Linked DNA regions of Mus musculus: regions 2, 3 and 4 are each linked to region 1. A link is a contact called in public HiChIP or PLAC-seq and promoter capture Hi-C data. All regions are on one chromosome and are shown on one strand. The core of a region is the stretch at or near the end of the contact, and the rest is flanking DNA. Distances in the headings are between cores, read along the strand shown. Region 1 holds the start of Tcp11l2 (t-complex 11 (mouse) like 2). Region 2 holds the start of 1700028I16Rik (RIKEN cDNA 1700028I16 gene). Region 3 holds the start of Hcfc2 (host cell factor C2). Region 4 holds the start of Ascl4 (achaete-scute family bHLH transcription factor 4).

Region 1 (4,427 bases), core at 703-3,202:
CTTTCACGTGTGGAAGCAAGATGACCTTACCCTGGGACAGCTGTTCAAGCACTATACCGTGAAGGACATCGCTGAAAGAGATCATTCAACAAAACAGCATTCGATCACCCCACGGTAGTGACCAAAGTCCTCTATCAGAGGGCCATTCCCTATGTTTTTCGAAATCCCTCCTTAAAACTCAGGTATTACCCAAAGGACTAACTGCTTACAGCTAGCAAGTCAAAAACATTTGGCAGTAGATTGTTCAGGTTATCCAACAAGGGCCCTGGGGAATGAAATCCACCAAGTTAAGGCTAGGATTGGGGGGGGGGGGATTAAAGAGGTGGCAAGAAGCGTTTAGTGGGTACTCTCCTTCCAAGACTTTACCAAAGTCAGGCATAAGGCACTTATAGGATAGGGGGTTAAAGGCAAGACTGAGCTCTGACGGAAAAAATTTGCAGATGCCAGACAATTTCCATCCTCGATCAAACCGTGCTTTAGCACCAGGCTAGAGTAAGGCAAAAAACACAGCACGGAGAGAACAGTACTGGTCCTCATCGAGTCTTTGCCCGCCTCGGAGAGCTAGACAAAAGCCAACAAGCCAGCCACTGTCTAAAAGGCAGATGCCCGTGCTCCACGTGTCATTACAGCATTGGGAAGGATTTCTAAGCACTTTTTATCCTGGAAAGCGTTGCCCCCGCCCCCCCCCCATCCCTGATGCCTAGTTTAACACCTGTGCTGCACACCCGGGGGGTAAGGCGCCCTTCAGCCCTGGGTCACTTCAAGTGGAGCAATGTATGAAATCCATGGGGGTAGGAAAAAGGCAGAGTAGACGGGGCGGGGTGGAGGTGGAGGTGGGATGGGGACTCCTAGCCCAGGAACCAGTGTAAGAACTGGTTGAAATTATCAGTTGGGAGGTAGGTTAACTAAGAGCTGAGAGCTGAACACCACCTTGTGCTGAGCAGCCCACTAAGGACAAAGACAAGTTGCCTGGTTTCTTTACCGTTAAGGTACCAAGACAACGATGAAAGAGGGAGGTTCCATTCTCACTGGAACCACTCAAGTGTTTCTACTCTGCTTGTAACGGTAGTTTAACAAACCCTTCTTTGTTGACTGGATTCTTGTGTTTAAACACATGATTTGGGCTTCTTGTGGTTGGGGGAGGACAGAACCTACAGTCCTGTAAAGTGCTCTACCACAGAACTACAGTCCCAGTCTAATAAACGCATTTTAGAAGTAAACATTGCGAAATCGCTCATTTAATGGAAGTTTTTCCTCTTGTACTAACGTAAACACATAACTGTGTCATCCACGTGCCACCGAATCTCGTTGCTATGTTTTGTGGCGCCACCCAAAGCAAGGCAAAGCAAGGGTCTGAGAAGGCAAGGGTCTGACCCAGATGTGACCTGAGCTGGCCTCCTGGACAGTCAAGTCCAACGGAAGTCCCAGGAGTCCTGCCCGCTCGCCCACGTTCTCTGCTCGCCCCTCCCTCTAGCAGCACCACGTTTCCTGTCAAAACAAACGTTTGGGGGAGGGGACTGCCGGGACAGAACCCAGCTCTCGAGAAACCCAGCAACAAGACCCAAACATAGGGCCGAGGCCCAGCCGGGCCCCACCGCGGCTCAGTCCCACTCCTCCAGGGACGAGGGATTGGGGACCTGACCGCACGGGGAGCCCAGAGCGTCTCGCGCCGTTGAGCACAGTCGCTGGCACGCACCCAAAGGGATGTCATCACGACCAAGCGGCCCCGGCAGAGCCTGGGCCACCACTGCCACCGTGCCCCACTTCAAGCCTTGACTCCGAGGTCAAATGTCCCGAACTCGGAGGGCACAAGGAGCCCTCCCGCTGCCATAAGGAGACGCGGTCCCCTCAGATCCCACGGCCCCTCCCCTGGGATGGGTACGCACCCCCGGATCCCGCGTAGAGACTCGAGGAAAGCTAGGTGGCGGGGGTCGCGGGGCTCTGCGTATCCCCCCTCAACCAGCGTCGCAGACAAGGGGAGACTCAGCAGTCTGTCAACTCTGGAGCCCCCCCGCAGCCCCACGCGGTATTTAAAGGGCCCAGAGGTACTCCCTGGGCGCGACCATTCGGGAAGGAACTGGAGGGGGACTATAGCACCGCGGCGCCAGAATCCAGGGCAGGGTTCTGGCGAAGATCCCTAAATTCTTGAAGAGTCTGTCTACAAAAACCATAGCTTTCTCACGTTTCTATCGTGAAGGCTGAAGAAGGCTCAGACAGAAAGCCATTTGCACACGAGAAATGTGTGCTCCCTATATTCAGTGGTGGTACGGTCCGGACCGCCAGGGGCGGGGAGAGGAGTGAACACGGAATTGGGGCAGCCTACGGCCGGGAGCGCCTGGGCTGCTGTAGGGCCTAAAGCGTTCGGAGGCGGGGCCTGGCTGTGTAAGGGCGGGGCCTAAGTGCAGCGGGTGACGCCCCCAATCCTGTTTCTTTCAGTTTACCAGGTAGGATGAAATGGACTAACTCCAACCGAACGGACAGACTTCTGGTGTCCGCTCGCGGCAGTAATATAAAAACACTACATGCCCACCTTCACAATGGCCACACACACCGGGCCAAGCGAGTCAACAACATTCCAAACAGGCTGTCCCACGCACATCAGCGTCCAACCGCGTCATCCACACGTGTCAACATGTTCTTGTAAACACGGGTCCTGATTTGCCCCTTGAATTGGACGATTGGTTTCTGGGAGCCACACCTACCTAAGCTCTCCGAAGGCTTCGCCTGTGCACAAAGATAAAGTGTCTTACTTCTTCTAAGGGTTCTTTGGCGGCGCTTATCTTGGGGAGAGTTTTCAACCAGGCTTAATGTAAATAAGTGCTGGGAGGGGCTCTTGTGTGGTCAGGCTTACTAAGCATAACTTCTCGTGAGCTTGCTTCTGGGCATAAAGAAACAGAACCACTATTTTGCCAGGTACAAGTTGGTATTACTTGTGGGTAGCGTCATACAAAAAAAATAAATGAACTTTATATAAGCTGAAATATTCCTGTTTAGGACTAAAATCATATCGGATTGTGGAGGCAAATTGTCTACTATCATTCTAGAAAGAAGAAAACCAAAAGCAGACAATAGTTTAAAGCAAGATAGAAATACAATTGTACAGCATGGACTGGTCTGAGGTTATAACCAAGTCCCTAACATTTGCCTACCCAAGAGATCTTCTTGTTCAGTGGGATAAGAATGGAACTAAAGCACTCTTAGAAGCTCACTGTTAGCTACTGAACCTAGTTGGCAAGTTATTCTGAACAAGAAAACCTACCTAGAGATTTGTATCCATTTGTATCTGTCACTCTAGAAATTACACAACCTAAAGTGGAGCCACGGCTGCTAAGAATCCTTGCTGCTCTATCATGAGGACCACAGGCAATTTCAGATCTCATCATCCACACTGGACGGCTCTCAAACACTGTAGAACACTCTAGTTCTAAAGGATGCAGTGCTGTCTTCTGGACTCCTCCACACACAAGCACACACAGCCATAGCGCATGTACACTCTCCCACAAAGAGGGACATTCACCTCAATGGTAAAAGAAATCTTAAAAAGGCAGTAAAATATACAACCTGCTACAGATCAAGAGATTAAAGAGAAAGTGCTGCTGTCACCCAGGCTCTTTCCCATAAACCCACTGTTATTTATAATATCACTTGCTGGAATAAACAGATGTCAGAAGCCCCCAGTCTCAAGGCTTGCCAAACAACCGCCGCCACCCAACTGCTCTACAAACCTCCACAGCAAAAAGATTAACCAAAAATATTTCTAAATTCCTGGTGGCCATGTAACAATGACACATGAAAACAGTGTGTGCTTTGCAAAGCTTCCTACTAACCTGCTAAGTGTTGTGCTGTGTCATTAACTAGGAGCAGGTGAGCATAAATCAGCACAGTTGTCCAGTCACCCTGGGTGACTAACCCATTTTGACACTTCTTTTGAAAAGTTTAACTATGTAACTCTCGAAAACACAAAGGAGCCATTTCCCTCAGAGCAGATGAGTCCATTTGCAGCTTGTTGAGTGAGATTCTCCAAGTGGAATGGAATAGGGTAGAGAGCCAAGCTAGGAAGACAGAAGATACAGGAAACAAGTCTTCTTCTATTGCTTTCATTTAAATAACTTCTTATTCAAAAGCCCACTGTAGAATTTCTGCTCTCTGCCTGAGTTGTGCTGTTAAATAGAAGGCAGTTCTCTCACCCCCCTCTCAAAAAAAGCTTTGTATCACATCCTTGCCACACAGATCAAAACATAAAGTCCTCACCTCTTAGGTAGTGTTTATGACTTTCTTGGAGGCAAATATCTGAAAAGGAAACCACTTTAGTAAGTAAAATAATTAAAGTTTTATTTGAAGAAATCTTATTATTGCATCTAATCTTGGGCTTGTATTTGTTTATTTGAGACAGGGCCTCACCACGTATCCTGGGCTGGCCACAAACT
Region 2 (4,134 bases), core at 1,603-4,102, 1.8 Mb after region 1:
ATACACAAAGAATTCTGTGCACACACAAAGAATCAAGTACGAGGGGTCAAACACTGGGCAGGGGCTTCCAGTTACGACACTGAAACAGACAATATTGACCTCTGCCCGACCTCGGGATCCAGCAGGACAGTCAGGAGGATGTCTGGTTCTGTGCCCAGTCTCTCACTTCCTCTCTCTACCTCTGCTTCAGTGGTCCCCAGGGGCTCCCTCAGCCTCATCCCCACCCAAAGCCACAGCACCCTCCTTCCTGACCCAAAGCACCCATCCCCTGCTTCCTGGCCTAGTGTCTGAGACCCAGTTAATATGTTTAGGAAAGTGAATGTGTAACTTCCCAGCTCACATGCACTTAATTTTCACAAGCGATCTTGGGGCCATCTTTGAGAACTACTGCCCCGTGCCCCAACTGGAGAAGCTGGTGGGAGTTAACCGCGTCGGTTTTTGGAAGGTCCCTCACATATGCAGTTCTTTCTGTGGAGCAGATGGATGCCTTTGCCCATCTGTAAGGCAGTGAGGCAAGACCTGTGGGAGTTACAGTAATGACTGGCATACATTCCTGATCTTCAAAACTCCAGCAGGAAAAATTTTAACAAGCTAATTAGGAAAGAATGCTACGTGTTATAGCAAAAAAAACGCCTGCTCAGTGCTAAGTACCAAAATCAACCCCGTCTGCCCTCCTCCCCAAGCTTCCGGTGCCCCTCTGCTTTCCTGACGACACATCATGACTCCGCATTTTCTCCAGGCGACTGTATGCTCGAGAACTGAGGTCATGCCCTGTTTCTCTGAGTCCACAGTGCCTGATAAAATAATAAATGCTTGGCGACACTGTGTCATTAGCAACCTGAACCGGACTGTGAGCTGCTTCACATTAGATTCTGAACACTCACTTGGGAAGCAGCTGCTTGGAACTAAGATGAGAGAGCACTGTGTGCTCCAGCATTTAGATAAAGCAGATCACCAGCATCATTCCAGGGAATCGGTACATCCTAGCATCCTTTGTAAGTGTCGTACAAGGAGCGTGTCTCCTGCCCATATGCATGTAAAGTATAGAAAAATGGCCGGAACAAAGTGCTGCTTCATAAAGCAGGCCCAAATTTAAGTTTCAGCTCGTTGGTTAAGATCCTGCCTTGTGGGTGTGAGAACCCCAGTTCAGGTCCCCAGAAAGAAGAAAAAGGAGTCAGAGAAAGAGCTCAAAGGCAAAGAACACTTAGTGTTCTTACTGAAGATGTGGGTTTGGTTCCCAGCACCCATACCAGGTGCTCACAACCATCTGCAACTCCAGTGCCAGGGGATGGGATGCCTATTTCCTTGGGCAGCTGAAAGCACACGGTGCACACAGACAAGCAGGCACGCACGCGCACACACATAAATAAAAATGAAAACCGTAAAACGGCACAATAGACACCGTCATTCTGGCAAGGTAGGAACAGAGACCGCCTGATGTAGTATCTAGGCCAATGAAAGCCAGGGCAGGGAGTTAACTTGCCTTATATTTCCACCACGCCCGGCATAAAGTATTTTTTTAAAAACCCAAAAAACAGCCGGGCGTGGTGTCATACGCCTTTAATCCCGGCACTCGGGAGGCAGAGGCAGGCAGATTTCTGAGTTCGAGGCCAGCCTGGTCTACAGAGTGAGTTCCAGGACAGCCACAGCTACACAGAGAAACCCTGTCTCGAAAAACCAAAATAAATAAATACCCCCCCCAAAAAAACAAACAAAAACTAGTTAAGAGGGCTAGAGAGATGGCTCGGTGGTTAAGAGCACTGACTGCTTTTCCAGAGGTTCTGTGTTCAATTCCCAGTAACTACATAGTGGTTTACAACCATCTGTAATGGGATCTGATGCCCTCTTCTGGTGTATCTGAAGACAGCTACAGTGTACTCATATACATAAAATAAATAAATCTTAAAAAACAACAAAAAGCAAACAAACAAACAAAAAAAAAAAACCACCTAGTAAGAGTAGGTGCCTCACAGAAATCGATTTAGAACACATCTCCAACTCCCTCGTGATAAGTGAGAAGAAACTGAAGCGATGGCCACAGGAGCTATCCACCCTTCACGCGGGTACTGTCCTATCCCTCCGAAGACCTCCCCTTCCCCATCATAAGCGCTCTTCTAGGTCCTCTGCCTTCCTGTCCTTCCCTGGGGCTCCCTGACCTGGAATGCAGGGAAGGACCCTGCGCCAGACACCCTACCAACCTTCCCTCATCAGCTATGCATCCCACGTGGGGCGAGCCCCTATCTCACCATCTCGGCAGAAGCCAGGGTTCAGTGTTTTATTTCCCTTTGGGACCTATAAAGGATGTGGGGGAGGCCGTGTAACCAATGATCACAGCCAGAGACCTACAGCCCAATGGCATCGGCTTGGGTCCCAGCTCTGCCACTCTGGCCTGGGTAACTTGGGGAGTAACTTGGCTTATATTTCTACCTGTTTATAAAGTATCTTTTTAAACCCCCAAAAAACAGCCAGGCGTGGTGGCGCACGCCTTTAATCCCAGCACTCGGGAGGCAGAGGCAGGCAGATTTCTGAGTGAGCAAGTTTCCTAACTTCTTGGAGCGTCGGTTTCTTCACCTGTAAAATGGGGGTTACTTGAAACCATCGCGGGAGATGCTTACACGGGTCTGGGGCGGCGAGAGGTCGGGCGGGCGAGCTTGTGGAGCCACCAACGCCCTTGAGAACCTGCGGCTGAGGCAGGGCGGCCCGTTGGCGACCTGTGCCCCTCTCCGCTCCGGCCCAGCAGCCGACTCCTCGGAAGCTCCGGGAGGGCAGTGCCGGGCTGCTCGAGAGCAAGGAGGAGCGCGCTGCCGGGGCAGCGTGGACAGGCGCTGCTCGGCCGTACCTGACACACCCTCGCCGCTCCTGCCCTCCGCGCCTCCGGTCCCCCTCCTCCTTGCTCTCGAGCAGCCCGGCACGCGAGGGGGGTGGGGGGCGGTCCACGCGCGCGGGAGGAGGAGGAGGATGGCGAGCGGAGGGCGCGCGCCCCCTGCCGGCCAGGGAAGAGATAAGCGATGGGCCGCGCCAACAGAGCTAGCCTGAAGAGGGAGAGGAGGAGAGTATTGGGATGGAGATGGGAGTGAGGGTGGGGTGGGGGTGGGGGGGGTGAGGATGAGGATGGGAGTGGGCGAGGATGGGGATGGGTGTGGGAGAGGATGGGGGTTGGGAGCAGCTTGCTTTTCCGTGGATCTCATACACTTGTTTGTTTTCTTTGACTTTTTAAAAATGTGTAGGTAGCCCACAGGTGTCATGGTTAATGTCGAGGTCATATGGAGGTCAGAGGACAACTCAAGCCAGCCGGTAGTGGCACATCCAGGCCTTTAATCCCAGTACTAGAGGGAGGCAGAGGCAGGTGGGTCTCTGTAAATTCAAGCCAGCCTGGTCTACAGAGAGAAACCCTGTCTTGTAAAAACAAAACAGAAAACTCAGGGATCAGTTTTCTCCTTCCATCATGTGGGTCCTGGGGATCAAACTAAAACTCATCTCCTGAGGTTTGATGGCAAGCACCTTTATACTGAGCCGTGCCTCTGGATGCTTTTTACTAATATGTTTGTGGTTTTTGAGGTAGGGTCTTGTGTCTAACCAGGGCTCACCTGGAAACTTGCTAAACTGTTTGGTAACCGAGTTTTGCTTTAGTTCTTTAGTTTGGTTCTAAAGAACTTGGGACCACTCTGCTCCCACAGCCTTATCTGGCAATGGGTAGTGGGGTAATTTGCCATCCTGCCATGCTGCTTTTGAAAAATAAGCTGCCTTTTTTTTTAAGGTTTTATTTATTGAGACAGAGTTTATGTAGTGCCCAGGCTGACCTTAAATTAAGGAGCCTCTGTTTTTTGCCCCGTGTGTGCTATATGACATACACACACACACACACACACACACACACACACACACACATATATATATATATGTATACATATATATATATACAGATAGGCATGCACTGCTATGTTTACTCTTGATTTTATTCTTCCTTCCCCTGTGTGTGTATGTATGTGTGTGTGGGGTTACACATGTGTGCCTGAACACATGGGCAGATAGCATCTCGAACCTGTAAGAGTTTTCCTTGCATTGCTGAAACCCACCTACGTATCTAGTAAGGTCTTGATTTATGATTATCTAATCATAACCATGAGACTACAA
Region 3 (4,343 bases), core at 360-2,859, 1.9 Mb after region 1:
TCCCCCAAGAATACTGATTTTACAATGTCTAAAATCATATATAGTTGTCACAACTGGGATGGAGGTGTAACTACCAACCCATGGCTCGAGCCTGAGGATGCCAGCACGCATCTTACAACATACAAGGTAGTAGCCACAGCCAAAAATCACCAGTCCCAAAATGTAATAATGCTGCTGTTGAAAACCCAGATCTGGGGCAGGCACTGGTGGCACATGCCTTTAGTCCGAGTAAAGCACTTGGGAGGCCGAGGGGCTCATTGATCTCTGTGAGTTCGAGGCCCGTCTGGACTACAGAGCTAGTCTTAGGACAGCCAGGGCTACACAGAGAAACCTGTATTGAAAAAGGAAAAGAAAACCTGTTCTGCATCATTGTACTCTTAAAAAAAAATCCTGGTGTCACCCCCCATTAAAGAAGTGGAAAACCTGTGATTTAGAAAGACGTGGTAACTTTAATGCTGATTTAGAACAATTGCCAAAGCAAGATTCAAAACAGACCCAATTTCTTCTAAGCCCAGGGTATTTACACTATACCAAATCAAACATCTTCAAAACTTTTTCTGTTGGAGTACTGAGGAGAGTCAAAACTAACAAAATTTCTCCTACCGTTTTTAGCTTTTAGAGGACTACTGTGATCAAGTTGTTTCATCAAAGTTGTAGGTTGTGAACTAAAACGACACCAAATTCAGTATCTAGCCTTAACTAGTTTCCTATGATTGCTAGACTACTTGTAAGTGGAGAAAATATACTTTCAACCAGCACGGAGGTCAAGACCTGCCCCCTTAACAAGTGACACTTCGAGCTGTGCAGCGGTGCCTTAGCTATGACAGCCCCTTGGCGAGGACCAGCCCGGAAGGGCAGAGCACATACACTACAGACATCGGCTAATCAGAGACCAGTCCGCGTTCACCCACAACTCTCTCCGCCGCGAGTTTAGAGAACTGTCTTGCGGGCTTCCGCCCGGTACTAACTGTACCTACGCTGAAGAGGCAGCCAGGAGAACCTCCCCGCCCCTCAACTCTCTAGGTTCTAAGAAGGGGGCTGGGGGAAGGCAAAGACCACCGAGGCCCGCCTTGGGGTGGGTTTTGTTCTTGACACTGGCGGGATCTCCACCCCTTAAGTGACCGGCCCTAGGGTGGAGGCCCAGCCGTGGAACCCGCCGTCTCGGGTCCACGGGGAGGGATGGGCCGGGGTGTCTCGATGTCTACCGGTGGAGTCACGTCCAGCCCGCGGAACCGCGAGCACCGAGCCGCCTTCCAACACGTTGCGAGCTCGGGCTGCCGACCCAGCCGATCTTCCCCCGCCGCCTGCCCGGCTGGGGTAGCGGCGACCCGGCGGTGACAGCTGTCAGGCCCGCGTCCGCCGCTCCTCCCCTCCCCCTCCGCGGTCCCGAGGCGGGGTCGCCGAGCCGCCGCCTACCGGTATTGTAGACGTGCAGCTCGTCCGCGATGCCCTCGTTGCCCCCGCCGAAGATGATCATCAGCTCCCGGATGGCCACGGCTCGGTGTCCGTGCCGGGCGCGAGGCACCGGTCCGGTAAAGGAGGAAACCCGCCTCCAGTTGAGGAGGCTGGGAGCCGCCATCTTCCCAACCCCCGCCCCTCGGCCCACAATGCCCCGCGCGCCACGGGCTCCACGGCTCGTGGGGAGGACGAGCGCCGCCTCCAGCTGTGCGCGGGAGGCCCGGCACGTGACCCGCGGGCCCCGCCCCCCCAGCCCGTGGCGACGTGGCCCTCGGGGCTCCGCCAAGATGGAGCCCCTCCCGCCAACCCTGCCAACCCTCCTCTCTGTGGCTTTCAGTGGGGTGTTCGGGGAGGAGGTTACAGCTTTGTCCTTTAGGTCCACTTGGAGCATCTTCTGTGTAGGAGCGTCACGCCCTGGAAACTGTTATCACAGGCACTGGAGAAGAGCTGCCTGCCGTGTAGGTCCCAAGTGATGAGAGCACAGGGAGCGCCTAAGGCAAATCTGTCATCTCAAAGGAGGGTCTCCCAGACTGCAGGACAAGGACAGTGGACACGGTGGCTAAGTGCAGGGCCTGAGCACGGCTCAGATTTGGAGGTGACAAGCCTACACAGCAAAAGATAACCCCAAAGGTGATTTTCGGTTCATTTAGGTGTATTAGTTGTCTTGTTGCTGTGAAAAAATCCCCTGACAAAAACCTTTGAAGGACAGAAGGGTTTGTTTCCCCTCACTGAGAAGCCCATCATAATGAAGAGGCTTGGCTGGAAGTGGCTGGTGGAATTTCATCTGCAGAGAGCCACGGATGCTGGAACCGGGCTGCCTTATTATTTAGTCCAGGATGGCATCCCAGTTTATTTCTACCTTAATTTATTTCAACCTTACATCTATTCCCACCTTAATTAATCTGATCTAGATAACCTCATAGGCCTGCCCACGGGCTTGTCTCCTAAGTAAGTTTAGATAGTATCAAATCAGCAATATCGACCATCACAGCAGGTCATTATTTTCATGCGGAGGCTTCTTTTTATAGTGTTGTTAATATTCTTAGACAAAAAGACTAAGGGGGAAACCCTTAAAAGTTGCAAACTCAGTGTTAATTTGGAAAGAGTCTATTTTGTAGGCCTGCTATATCAAAGTGCCACAAGCCTTGTGCCTTGAAAGAGTTGAATGGCACTCAGGAGTAAGAGTTTGAGGCCAGCCTGGCCTACATGGTGAATAAACAGCCAGGGCTAAATGGAGAGACCCTGTATCAAAAAAACAAAAACAAAAACAAAAACAAAAACAAAACTGGGTTTGATTTCCAGCACCTACATAGCTGCTTACAATGGTCTGGAACCCTCTGTTCTGGGGGATCTACACCCTCTTCTGGCCACCACAGGTACCAGGTGGGTCTGTAGTTCATAGACATACCTGCTGGCAACGCACCTGTACTCATCAAAGAAAATCTTAAAAAAGAATAAACACATTAGAATTGTCTCACAGTTGGAGAGAAAGTCTGAACAGAACACCAATGTAGGTAACACGTGAAGGAAAGGTTGGACAGGGTAGAGAAGGAGGGTGAGCTGTACCCCTAAGAAACCAGCATTTAAAAGGTTATAACAGAAGGCAAAAGGGAACTGGGGACTTGTTCTATGGGTTTGGCTTTGAAAACCACTTCCACCTTTATGAACCTCCCTTTGCCTGTGGCTTCTTCTAAATATCAGTCCTCGCCAAGTTCCCTTTTGACCTCTTAGCTATTAGTGTTCCATTTCCTTTAGAAGCCACACAGAGTTCATGTAGGAGGAGGAAGTGTTGGATTTGCAAATTAGGAGGTTGCTATTGGCCTAGAGTTAAACACTTTAAGTGGAGGAGGAGAGGCTAGAGAGAGCCAAAGAATGAGTGGGGGAGGAGATGCAGAGAGCATAGTCTATTGTTCTTTGGAGTTGTTGCCATGGAAGCAAGAACCTGTGCCATTCTCAGGCTACACCTCGCACATAGTTGTCATTCAGTAAAATAATTTCTATAATCTTTATATATTACTACTGCTTCCAATCCTATTCCTTAGCTACAGGGCATTGAAGAGCCAGTTGTAGAGCAAGACACCAGTGCCCAAGTGTGGCAGACCTCTGAGAGCTATGGGCAAGGTCTCGGTTGAGGACTCTGGGGAAGACTAGCGGATGAGCTCAATAACAGATGGTCTAATCAGGCACTGTTCTCAAGATGAGAGAGGCAGACGTCTATTTACAGATCAGAGGGCTCTGGCCATGGTTCTTAGCTAAAGCTGTAGCGGGGGCCATGGAGAAAAGCAAGGTGGGGCTCTAGGCCATGTGGGAATCTAACCGTGCTACCAGACCAGTGATTTAGACTCAAGAGCCAAGGAAGAAAACCAGTTACAGCAGGCGGGAGCCAGGGGCCCAGTGCCAGGACTTGGGTGCACAAGCCTTTGTTGCCCTTTATCAGGTAGGAGAAAGAGCCAGAGCACTGAAGCTTAAGCTGACAAGAACATAACCCACAACTGAGGTCCATCAAGCAAGAGGGATTGAGAGATGGCTGTCATTTCTACCTCCTGTGTGGGATCTTGGAGGCCAGCCATGAGAGACAAAGGGAGGAAAAAAAAAAACCCTATCAGCTTGACCCAGTCTAGTGACTCATCAGCTACTACAACATATTTCCTTCCTTCATTGACCTTAGTAGATATTATCTGAAGACAATGTCTCTCCCTCAACCATTAACTGCTAGCAGCTCCTAAGGAAGGGGTGGTCTTCAGGATCCTCTACCCCCCCCATCTGTAAAGGCACACTGCTAGGTCCACTCTTATGCAGGTGTAACTGCAGCTTCTGTGAGTTCAAAGCCCCCCTCCCCCTATCATGAAGCAACCCTAATTAAATTCAGTGGGAGACACAAGATA
Region 4 (3,957 bases), core at 1,048-3,547, 1.4 Mb before region 1:
GCATATTTGCTTTCCATTTGTCAAGTCAGTGTCAAACACCAAAAGGCACTAAGCATACTTGCTTTTTTATTTTTTCCAAGCAAAGGTTAGACGGGATGAGAACTGTACAGGGGAACACATAGACAAAAGGGCAAGAGAAACAGTGGGCAGAAACCGGGAGAGAAGATGGCCATTCAGAGCTCCTCCAAAAAGATCATTAACTTCGCGGCACTTTATTAGCTGCTAAAGTTTCCGATCTACCTCTTGCGGACGAAGCAAGATAGGTCAAGCATTGTCCTTTTTAGCACAGCGACGTTCAGGTCCAGCAGATGCTCCACAAATGTCTTATGGAGTGTCCTACCCTCAGTGAGGTGTTGAGATTTCCAGTGCATTTCCCAATTGGAAGGAATGAGTGAGAATGTTCCTCTCGCGTGAAGGACTGTCTCGTGTGTGTGTGTGTGTGTGTGTGTGTGTGTGTGTGTTTCTTCTCTGGCTAAGGTTTCTTAAAGTCCTTTGTGTTTTTAAAATCACCGCATAGATTTGAGATGGCCCTTCTGTGCTTCAAAAATACGAGAATTGAGTTTCCTTAAGCATTTTTAAGCTGCAAACTCGGAACCAATGAAGGTGAAAGGGGACAAAAAAAAAAAAAAAAAAAAAAAACCAAACTCTCTAAACATTCAATTACCTTTCTTTCCTAGATCCAGAAGCACTTAGTTGTTTTCTGGTTTTTGGTTTTGTTTTAAAGATCTAGGCCCGGAGAAGCAACCATGAAAGCCCAGTGGGCTAGGATGCTGCTAGCTACGCTCCTCAGACTCGCTGCAGGGCGAGGCTCCGGAGGATGCTTTGGACTCGCCATCGCTGTTGCAGTCCGGCCGGTGGCGCTCCAGCAGCTCCTGCAGTTGCTTGATGTAGCTGATGGCGGCGCGCAGCGTCTCCACCTTGCTGAGCCGCTGGCCCGCCAGCTCGCGCGGCAGGTGCTGGCGGAGGCGCGCGTAGCCCTCGTTCACACAGCGCACGCGCTGCCGCTCGCGCTCGTTGCGTTGGCGCAAAAAGGCGGGCTCGGCGACGCCCCCAAGCGGCAGGGACGAGTACGGCCGTCTCCGCGCGCAGTCCGCGGCATCCTGGCGCACCGAGACCCTGCAGGGCTCCCTCCCGGGCAGCGCGCCCAGCGGCGCTGTACGTAGCGCGGACGGCAGGGCAAGCAGTCCGGCCGATCTGCGTTTTTCCATTCTCTGCGAAAAAGCACGCAGATGACTCTCTCACCTTGAAGACGAGACTGGAAGCTGTCGTAGCGGAGATTCTGGTCCATCCAGACTTCCCGGTCTGTCTCTGGAGAAGTTTCTAGGTCCAGAAGTTAGGTACCTGAGCACACTTGGAGTGAACTTTGCATGATTTCCGAAGCAGGTTGCTCTTCTTGGGTCTTTATAAAGCTTCAGAGAAGAAGGGGCAAAGATAGAGGGCTCGCCTCATCAACGCTTGTATCCATGTGCTTCCTCTGATCTTAGTTTAAGAGTTAACATAGGGTTCCCAGCCTGGATAGACGGTCGCACTCTAAGCAGATTGATCTTTCAAAGCTGCCCAATTGTTGTAATTCACTCCTTGGGTCAGCAAGTGTGGCTATCCGGGAGCCCGAACTTGTTCAGGAATTGAGCAGAGAGCCTCCCCAGGCACTGGCTGATCGGCTGGCCAACAGAGCGAAAGTTTACTCCGGCGTTCTCCTTGAAAATCCAAACTTGACTGCCCTTTGTGGTTTCCGGCGTTCAGGTCTGATGGAAAGAGCTTTCAGAGTGTTTGCAAACATACCTCTCTGCTCTTTCATTTCTGGGGAGGTGGAGAAGAAGCGCTCATCAAAGGGAAGACTGCTCTCTTGTGGTTAGACGATGTGTCAAGTCCTCCTTGGACCTCCGGGGAAGCCCGAGGTTTTCTTCTGCGAAATAGAATCTTTAAAAACCAAATTAGACACTTTTCAAAGGAATCAAGAACAAAATATATGTACTTTAGCATCGAATGTAAGGATCCGCACATTGTGTTCTAAGGTATGTTTAACGCGGGGCCCTTTGTGCTTCTGCTGCTCTGTAAAAACACATCAAAAGCCCGAACAGTAACAAACACTTTTAGCCAGTTATTTCTCGGAGTGCTTACTGTAAACACACCTTTAGTCCTGCCTCCCAACCTCTTCTAATCCCACTCAGGATATAACAATATCTTCCCATAGCACGAAGTATTTTCCTATTGTACTCATCATTAAGTTTATTTCCTCCCCAGAGGACTGGAAAACAACATTTGAAAAGAAGAGAGCCCCAATCCCAAGGAGAAAGGATTTGGCTTTGAAGGCTTGTCTTTTTAACACTCAGGGCCCCGCCCCCCCCTCCCCCCCCCCCCCCCCCGCACCACCACCACACACACAAATGAATAATTAATCCATCTGTGCTGGTAAAGGGCTTTGAAGATGAAAGTGTCATTAAAAATCCAACTATACTGGTTAATGTCAAAGAGTGTTATCGCATGGAAAAATCAGATTTCCTGCAAACCAACACATTAAAGGCATCTTCTACTTGAAAAGTCCAACTTAAAAACGAGAGGCAAAACCCCCTGAATTTACAACCAGACTTGACTCTTTTCTGGAAGCTAGGGTGTTGCCCTAACATGTTGGGTTTTTTTTTTCTTTTTTCTTTTTTTTAAAGGAGCCCTCTGCTTCTATATTTACTAAAGTTTACAGTCTAACTGATCAGCCTGAAGCAATTGGAAATTTGCATCGAGGCAAATGAAATAGAAATAATTATTCCTTTTCGGTATCAGTTGTCCCATGTTAGATGTAGCTCCCTATGGGCTTATACTGGCAAACAACTCCCTGTGGCACCATGAGTTCTTACGTCATCACTTTTGCACTAGTTGAGAAAGCATTCCTATTCGCCAGGGTAGACTCCCAGACCATGAGTTCCTTCATAGGGCCAGGTCAAAGATTTTGAACTTCCTTGCTAAGAGTGACAAGAGAAAATGAGATAATTGAAAACGAACATGACATAGATCTGTTTTTATTTCCCAGATTGACAACAAATAAAAAAGCCTGCAAGTGGGGGTTGGGGGAAGAGGAAAAAAAAAAAAGAAAAAGCTTGCAAGTCAGGTGTGGGGGTGCACACCCTTTTATTCTAGCCCTGGAGAGACAGAGGCAGGCCAGCCTGGTTAACATAACAAGTTCTAAGCCAGTCAGGATTGTTTTTTATATTAAAATAAAATAAAATAAAATAAAATAAAATAAAATAAAAGCAGATAAAGGCTGACTAACAACTGCCCGTGTTGAGGACTTGTAGGAGGGTGGAAGCATAAATCACTCAAGTGTTTGGGGAAGGAATGATTATAATTCACAGCATATTTATTATGCCACCGCCTTTGATCCACAGAAAGAAATGCATCACTACAGGTTTATACGTAACTACAGACACACACCAAGCACAGCATTTGTAGTGAGTTAAAAAGGAGACCAGGGGTGTGCCTGGGGCTGCTTACCTATACAATCCCAGCTCTGTTGGGCTGCTTACCTATACAATCCCAGCTCTGTTGGGCTGCTTACCTATACAATCCCAGCTCTGTTGGGAGCCTTGGCAGGATGGCTGCAAGTTCAAGGCCTGCATAATGCTACCTGTAGATGTGCATTCCGGGCTGACCATGAGGTGTTGGATAACCAGTTGGTGTGCTTTTCTCTGGGGGAAGATTATGTCTCATCCTTAGTAGCCTGTAGTTCCCTGGGGAGGGCTGGGGCTTCAGGGGCTTTCCCTGTCCACAGTAGTGTGTCTATTGCTGTTGCTTTCCCCTATAGACACAGTAGTGTGTCTATTGCTGTTGCTTTCCCCTATAGACACAGTAGTGTGTCTATTGCTGTTGCTTTCCCCTATAGACACAGTAGTGTGTCTATTGCTGTTTGCCCTTGTTCTGCTCGTACTTAGACAGCTGTGTTAGCGAGTCTGACTTATGTGTTGA

The links. Promoter capture Hi-C pulls out the DNA fragments that hold promoters and counts their contacts. HiChIP or PLAC-seq counts read pairs in DNA pulled down with a chosen protein or histone mark.
Region 2: a promoter capture Hi-C map of pre-B cells shows a contact between it and region 1, with 6 times the contacts expected there. The contact joins the promoter of 1700028I16Rik here to the promoter of Tcp11l2 in region 1. A contact is called at or near these places in 3 of 39 promoter capture datasets (hippocampal neurons, liver and pre-B cells).
Region 3: a contact with region 1 is called in an H3K27ac HiChIP or PLAC-seq map of thymic regulatory T cells, with 10 times the contacts expected there. The contact joins the promoter of Hcfc2 here to the promoter of Tcp11l2 in region 1. A contact is called at or near these places in 4 of 39 promoter capture datasets (hippocampal neurons, liver and pre-B cells), 1 of 484 Hi-C or Micro-C datasets (CD4 T cells), 2 of 115 datasets of contacts at active chromatin or transcription factors (pancreatic cancer cells and thymic regulatory T cells) and 1 of 9 other capture datasets (adipose tissue).
Region 4: a promoter capture Hi-C map of liver shows a contact between it and region 1, with 6 times the contacts expected there. The contact joins the promoter of Ascl4 here to the promoter of Tcp11l2 in region 1. A contact is called at or near these places in 3 of 39 promoter capture datasets (liver and pre-B cells) and 1 of 115 datasets of contacts at active chromatin or transcription factors (thymic regulatory T cells).

Annotation. Positions count from the first base shown.
Region 1 is chr10:84,574,472-84,578,898 of GRCm38.p6, reverse strand. Tcp11l2 (t-complex 11 (mouse) like 2) reads right to left here and starts at 1,952. Exons shown (of 10, transcript NM_146008.2): 1 at 1,887-1,952. It overlaps Gm34515 (a long non-coding RNA gene), which reads right to left. Exons shown (of 3, transcript XR_380644.2): 2 at 4,252-4,290; 3 at 3,831-4,052.
Region 2 is chr10:82,810,841-82,814,974 of GRCm38.p6, reverse strand. 1700028I16Rik (RIKEN cDNA 1700028I16 gene) reads right to left here and starts at 2,852. Exons shown (of 3, transcript NR_038042.1): 1 at 2,616-2,852.
Region 3 is chr10:82,696,380-82,700,722 of GRCm38.p6, reverse strand. Hcfc2 (host cell factor C2) reads right to left here and starts at 1,609. Exons shown (of 14, transcript NM_001368720.1): 1 at 1,417-1,609. The coding sequence starts at 1,579.
Region 4 is chr10:85,925,742-85,929,698 of GRCm38.p6, reverse strand. It overlaps Ascl4 (achaete-scute family bHLH transcription factor 4), which reads right to left and starts at 2,297. Exons shown (of 1, transcript NM_001163614.2): 1 at 50-2,297. The coding sequence starts at 1,208. The coding sequence ends at 774.